2 separate regions of the Siniperca chuatsi genome follow, and region 1 is linked to region 2. A link is a contact called in public Hi-C data. All regions are on one chromosome and are shown on one strand. Each heading gives the region's core, a stretch centred on a gene start, on an enhancer-like site or on the middle of the called end of the contact. The rest is flanking DNA. Distances are from core to core; before and after follow the strand shown.

Evidence for each region. Hi-C and Micro-C count contacts between places; a contact is called where the count stands out from the background.
Region 1: a contact with region 2 is called in a Hi-C map of liver, with 1.8 times the contacts expected there. The contact joins the promoter of LOC122865460 here to the enhancer-like site in region 2. A contact is called at or near these places in 2 of 3 Hi-C or Micro-C datasets (liver and skeletal muscle).

The regions. Positions count from the first base shown.
Region 1 is chrLG2:12,654,541-12,658,251 of ASM2008510v1, reverse strand. It overlaps LOC122865460 (inhibin beta B chain), which reads right to left and starts at 2,179. Exons shown (of 2, transcript XM_044173915.1): 1 at 1,810-2,179; 2 at 1-1,376. The coding sequence starts at 2,179. The coding sequence ends at 595. It overlaps LOC122865467 (a long non-coding RNA gene), which reads left to right. Exons shown (of 6, transcript XR_006375489.1): 6 at 611-742.
Region 2 is chrLG2:12,596,766-12,600,149 of ASM2008510v1, reverse strand. It overlaps LOC122861363 (R3H domain-containing protein 2), which reads left to right. Exons shown (of 26, transcript XM_044165750.1): 19 at 3,025-3,182. Among protein-coding and RNA genes, the nearest start is that of LOC122887580, 19 kb to the right of the region's middle. Within about 2 kb of position 2,084, the one cell type or tissue checked has an H3K27ac peak away from gene starts, as active enhancers do. A contact at or near this core is called in liver, where this site is marked.

The DNA.
Region 1 (3,711 bases), core at 930-3,429, 58 kb before region 2:
CTTTAAGCGAAACTTCAATCAGCCCTGGCCTGATCTACTTGTCACCACTATAAATGTTTTACATTAATAGCACACCTTTCTTATCTGTGCTGAGTCTGCCATATATTAAGGTTGCTCAGTTTCTATCCTCTCTTTAATGTATGCTTCTTGACATATGGATGAAAAAATGTGTCTGCATTCAGACTCAGTGTATAATCTTATTTCAACTGGTTCTAGGCCCTCAACATTTTCTCTCCAACTAGCTCTTTACATACTGCATATTACAATACTTTAGAATTAAATGATGAGTGATAAACAGTATGATTTCATATTATATAATACAAAAAAATCTAGCGATTTAAATCTTGAATTTTTTATATATTCTTGTTAGAATATGCGTGAGTGCTGCAGTACTAGCTTATCCTATAATATTCTCTTTTTCTTTGTGCTATTTCCCTAATGTAATCTAAACACAGAGAAATACTTCCATTGTCATCTCCTGTGTTCATGTGTTTGCATCTTTCTGTCTGTCTACAATACACACATAATTCTTTTAAGTTTCCTGTGTTAAAACAAATCTGTGTTAACTATACCATGTCTTTCATAGTCTGTCCTTTATGTACATCCGCAGGACTCTACTATCATATCAGGGACATCCGTTTTGACAATGCTGTGCTGAGAGTTGAAGTACACCATAGAGAGTGGCCGACGCTCAGTGGGAACACAACATGAAGCTGCAGCCGTGTTAATGCCGTTGACTTTCAGCTGGCTGAAGACAGTGGCATGGAATGAGGATGCTATGCCTGGGGAGCCAGACAGATGTTGGGGGCACTGACCCATGCAGTAGTTCATATGGTAGCCTTCAGGTGCAATGATCCAGTCATGCCACTGGATATCCTTGAACTTGATGTAGAAGTCTCTCTTGCAGCACACGGTTACATCATCACCACAACGTAACGAGCGCTTCCTGACTAAGTGTTTGGAGTTGTCATCACGGAGACGTACCTGGGCCACCAGGAAGGGCTGGTTGGGGGAGCTAGCAGAGCCACCCAGGGAGCAAAGGTTCTTCCCATCCTCATAGCAGCTGACCTCCAGCCGCAGCCGGTGCTGGCCACCATCCAGGAAGGCCTGCATGGTGCGGGTGATGGGGAAAGTGTGCCAGTTACTCTCCTGGACCTCCAGCATCTTTTCTATCACCAGGGTGCGGTTTGTGCCTGACACCCGATCATCTGCAGAGAGGAAAACCCGGGCAGAGAGGCGGGAGTCTCTGTGAGGGTCCTCAGAGGAGCGAGCATAGACCCACAGAGAAGACTGGAGGACCTGGATACTCTGGCCACGTTCTTGCAGAAACTGGAAGGTAAGACTGAGGTTGGCCTTATCACCATTCTCTGTCTCATCTATAGAAGAACAACACAGACTGTTAATACTTTGGTAATTTTAGAGATTGTGTTACATAAGCAAAGGGGGAGTCATTTTAAACCATGCTTGAAAAGTAAAGCTACAGATTCTTGTAAAAATAAAGGACATGTCAGTCTACTTCCACCTATTTTAAGCATTTTACCTTTGTTATGGATGACCCTTAATGTAAGCTTGCAACAAGCCCTATAGACATTTTATGATTAAATCAAAAAATTGTTGACAGATACAACAATCCTAAACTTTTACCACATTTTATGGAACAGTACAACAACCTAAAGTAGTTAACAAGGAACCCTAGTTTGTGTGCATTTTACGCACTGACACGCCTAAAGCTCACATAAATGCGCTCATATGGTGTTTTAGTGCCACACAGGGGGGAAAAACCGTGTAAAAGGTGAATACCAAACTTACTTATATCTGCAAAGCTCACTATTTCATAGCCTTGATCTTTGGTAGGTATGTTGTTTTCTAGTTCAAGAGTACCATCCTGTCTGACGCGCCCCGAATGCAGTTTGCGCAGCGCTGTGAGGAGCGCCACCCGGGGCACCGTCTGAGTGATGTTTGGTCTCTCTTTCAGGTGCAGCTTGTCCAGAAGTTGCTGCTTGGCGATTTCTATCATCAGCCTTTGCTCTGCGTCTTTCTCCATGGCCGGCAAGCCACAGGACGCGCAGCCCGGGGAGCCACTGACACAGAGACCCTTCAACAACAAGGGTGCCAAAAGCAGAAACGCTGGGAATGAAAAAGACGGCATCATGCTTGACTCTGAAATAAATAAATGCATTTTTGTGCTCGGCGTGCGTAAAAGAACAAATAAAAGTCTTCAAATCCTTTTTCCTGAGTTGTTCTTTGGAAGTCACAAGTTCCCCAAATGTCAGAGGTCCTCGTTGGCAGCTGGACACCGTGAAGACAGGAGTTGAGAGAAATGAGTGGTGTTTCACCCTCCTGATGGTAAAGATATCTGGGGTAATCCACCAAAACTGGTGACACGTTGGAGGGACGCACCAATGAGCGCATCGGGGCACCGAGGAAATTACTGGCAAAGCATCCGTGTGTCCTGCTCTCTCACACAACACACGCACTCGCACAACACACGCAAAACACGCGCCCTCACTAGGCTACTGACAGTCACCAACACGGAGAAGGGACGATTAGTAGTACAGGAATCAATAAAATTCCGTCAATGACACACCTGGTATAAGACTCCACTCTCTGCTTTGCATTAACAAAGACGTCGGTTTAAAAGTGATTGGTTATACTTTAGAATGAACCGGATATAATGAGGTCGTCACCTACGTTTATCACAACAGGTAGTTTCTGTGCCGCGTTGTCCTCACCAGGGCAACTGAGCAGGATACGCAACCTGCCATAATTCTTTCCGATCAAAGTTGAAATGCAGTGCCCTTTAACCCAGTTTCAGAATAGCCACCACACAACTGAATTGTAGTTCAACATTTGCAAGAGTGCTCGAGGCTATGAGGCGTGGACTACAGCACCGTATCTGAAACACGCTCTGTCATGTTCTCTACAAGGTGGCATAATATCATACTGTAAAATTATGCCACGTGTGTGTGTGTGTGTGTGTGTGTGTGTGTGTGTGTGTGAGTGAGTGAGAGAGAAAGAGAGAGAGAAAGGAAGAAGAACGACTCTCTGTCATGTAATTGCCCGTACATGTCTTGTCTGTTTGGGTTCTCAGGGTATTTTATGCATAAAATCAAATCCGAAATAGACCAGTTCATCAAAATTGCACAGCTTTTGAGCTTTAACGTAGGCTTTTTGCACTGTGAATCTGCTGAAATGGCATGGTTGCCCTAGATATATGACAGCACACATGCTGACATACAATGTCCTAATTTATACCTTAATATACATAATGGGTTCTGTAGCCATTAGTTTTTAAGCAATGTCAAGAATGCTACTTTAACAAATTACTTCTGTAGTGTGGACCTGCACACTATAGTTAACCTACTGAATGTAGTAACATGTTGCTAATAAGATATAGCCTACCATTTCAAACTCAAACTCAAACTCAACCAACTCAAACTTGGGTAAGGAGCCGTACAGATATGCACCCCCGGAAAAGGAATGACTTTCAAAATAACTTCCACATGGACAGATATAGCTAATAGGCTATAAGCTGTATTGACAGTCAAGTTTTCTCAAAACTTGTCCAGAACTGTAAAGTGTATCATTGAGATATACAAGTTATAACAATGGTACTCATAGTGAATATGTATGTTGTTTTTGTTTGTGTTTTTTTGCCTTAGGGTTGAATATGAGGTTGAGCGACAAGGCCTTACTATGGTAAAGAAGTAC
Region 2 (3,384 bases), core at 835-3,334:
AAGAAATATCAAAAATGTGAACTGAGACCCTTCTGAATTGACTTCAGTTATAGTTGTTGAAACTTAATTAGTGTGAAGCCTGTTTGCAGGGGCCCCACTAATCCCACACATCCAAGAAACCAAGAAATTTAGACTACTTCTTCATTCTGAAAATAATCTATGTTGTCCAGGAAAATTTTTATATTATTATCACTCAGAATGCCTACTTAAACCTAATATTTTGTTTGAGACTCCACTGTTGGTAGTATAAGCTGCGCAGTATGACACTTCAAAGCAGGTTTACCAGACGCAAAATGGAAAAATGCTACCTTTTCATTTTGGCTCCCATGTCTGTCAGTCTAGCTGTTCAAATCAAATGCAGAGTGGAACGGACTTGCAGTGATCTTTTTGGGGTTGAGTCTGTTTTTTCCAGCGCCACAAGCGGAATTCTCAGAGAACCCCAGTGGAAATTAGCCAGCTAGCTAGCTGACTAACGTTATGCTGATGGGTTTTCATTTGGTTTTGTTGGGGCAAAATAGCTAACTGAAAGTTGGGTGGCCTACAATTTACTAGGCTGCGGAGGGAGAGAATAGTGGCGGCCAGCGCCGTCAACATAAAGCAGCAAATGTTACCACGGAAGTCTTTTAATGAAACTGGAGTGTTTTGCTAATGTTTGGGTGAACCGGATCTTTTGACTTAAACTACTTGATGACATATTCTAATGTCAGCCAGCCGGTAAGTTTGAGTTCAGCTGTCTCAACTCCAGTCTAGGCTCCCAGAGCTGTCAAAGGCGCAATCGAGTCCTGCATGCGATTATAAGATTGCCGCCTTAAGACACTTTCTAACCAACTGAAAGACGATAGACAAGTATGACACTTGAATATTTACAATCATTTTTTCAATATATTACTATGTTCTTTCACTTAAGACTAGACATGGCTGTAACTTGGATAGATGTAGGCTTTTTTTAATTGTCTGTGTGTGTCTGTGTGTGTTGAAAATGTACAGATTATGCAATTCAGTTTCTTCAAATTTAGATTTTTGCACTTAATTCTATGTGAAACTTTGCCATGGCAATAGAACATTTAGTAGAAAATATGATATAATGGTTAATTCAGATTATTTATTTCTAATTACAGAAGTGAGTGAGGCAGGGCAGAATGTCAAGGAGGTGTATGTTTAAGGAGGAATGGAAGGACAATCCTGAGTTCAGGGACTGGATAGGACATGTGGCAGGTGATGTACACCAGGCATACTGCAAGACATGCAAGAAAACATTTGATGTAGGCAACATGGGCACGTCTGCTGATAAAAGCCATGCCAAAGGACAGGGACACAAGAAGGTCACTTCAAGTCAGTGAGCCACGAATGACTGATTTCATCAATCAACCTCCCACCCCAAATTCTGAAGCTGGCAGGCAGGCAACAGTGGCAGAAAGTCAAAGGAGCAGTGAGGTCCAACCATCAACTTCTGAGAGTGTAACTCTACCCCAAGTTGCATCCAAAATTGGAACAAATTTCTTAAGTGAGCCTGTTTTTAGAAACAGAGATCTGCTGTGTTAAAAATGACCCTTTCTCATTTTTCTTTTAACTCTTGAGTTGTTTTTTTTTTTTTTTTTTTTTGCTGTGTTAGTAGTTATTTGTTTGACAAAGGTAAATTGAACTTAAAATTAAAATAAGATTTTATTCATCTACATCAATACAGCTATCGGCTACTAGGAGGTGCATGTAACAACCAAGCAGCAACCTCAGAGGCTGAAAATGAAGCCAACACGGAAGTGCCAAAAACAGTACCTTAAATGGCCATTTGAGTCTGGCTCCAAAAGCGAGTCAATCTCCAGAAGCTCCCATGTTAAAGACCAAAAAAATACTGTTTTGGTCTCTAAAGCTAGTTTCCCCGTTCATGACAACTCATCCGCTTAAATTATATTGAGGCCTAAAGTTATGCATAATTAAAGACATGGTCGCTTTGTGTGACAGCTGGGTGCCATCACAGTTGGCTGGGTTTAGCAAACAAGGCTTCTTTTACGCCCACCTCAGCTCCATCCACACTCCACCTCTTTGCCCATTTTTGGATTAGCCGGGAGCCAGCAGATTCAGGCACTGCCAGGATGGTGTCAGCCGGAACCACAGCACTGAGCTTCACAGTGGCTCTTCAAAAACCTATGGGTGATGTCACGGAGACTACATCCATAATTTATACAGTCTATGGTAACAACCCACTAAAATACCACCTGTTAAACAATGCTTTGACAATAACACACACCTTATGATGTTGTTCATATGAACATGTTCATATGAGGGACCTGGCGTATAAGCCAGTGTTTGGAGTGAGTATTGTAACTGCCACAATTCAAGAAAGTGTAAGTGTGAGTGGTGCTTTCTAAGTTATAAAAAAAACAAAAAAAAAAAGCAGTGCTGATCAGGTCTAACAAAAAGAGGAGTCCAGATGACCTTATTGTACAGTTAGCAGTGATGGGTGTAGCCGTCACCTGTAATGAACTTGAGGCACTTGAGAGTCAATACTAGGCCTACCGGTAAATTATATGACTGATGTTTAGGAGCAAGTGCTGTCCTGTATTGTCAAGAAAAACTTGGTCCTGGAAAATGATTTATGGAAAAATGGTGTGTTTGGCTTCAGAGTGCCTCTACAAATACATATGTATTGTGAAACCATTGATTTTGTGCAAATAAAGTGCTACTAACATCCACTTTTTTATGAAATCAAGGCATGGTATATAAACCTAAAAAAAAGTATAAAGGTAGTACAGAGAAATTTGTGTTTTTGTGTGCCATCGTCCAAGTTGCCTCAGTTTTGGCCTTTGAGCAAAGATTACTCATAGCACCATAATCTGAAAACTGCTGTGGTCTGTGTTTGTTGAAGTCAACTCTACTTCTGTCCTGTTTATACAGTGATTTTCCCCTCAAAGGCAAAGGCCCAACTATCCTTCTTGATAGTTCCTTCTCTTTTGTCTCCTGTCTTGTACTCTTCCTTTATCACCCTACTCTAATATCTTTCCTCCAATTGTTGTCTGTTGTCATCAGGTCTCCAGACCATGATGCCCAGCCAGCAGCCGAGCTACCAGGGCATGATGGGTGTGCAGCAGCCCCAAAACCCTGGTCTGCTCAATTCCCAGAGGGCAGGCATGGGAGGACAAATGCAAAGCATAATGGTTCAGTACCCACAGATGCCATCATATCAGGTATGGACAGTTTTAAGTCAGCTGTAGGATATAGGTGATACGGGATACAAAAATAAGTTTCATTGAGTAAATGAGCCTTGCCTGGTGAGCTGAAAACTTTAGCCCCACCAGTGTCTATATACCTGTGGCTAATCTTTACCAGGTTAAACAGCTCCATCTGGTGCACACTTAATGGTGACGAGTCAAAGTTATCTGACCCCTA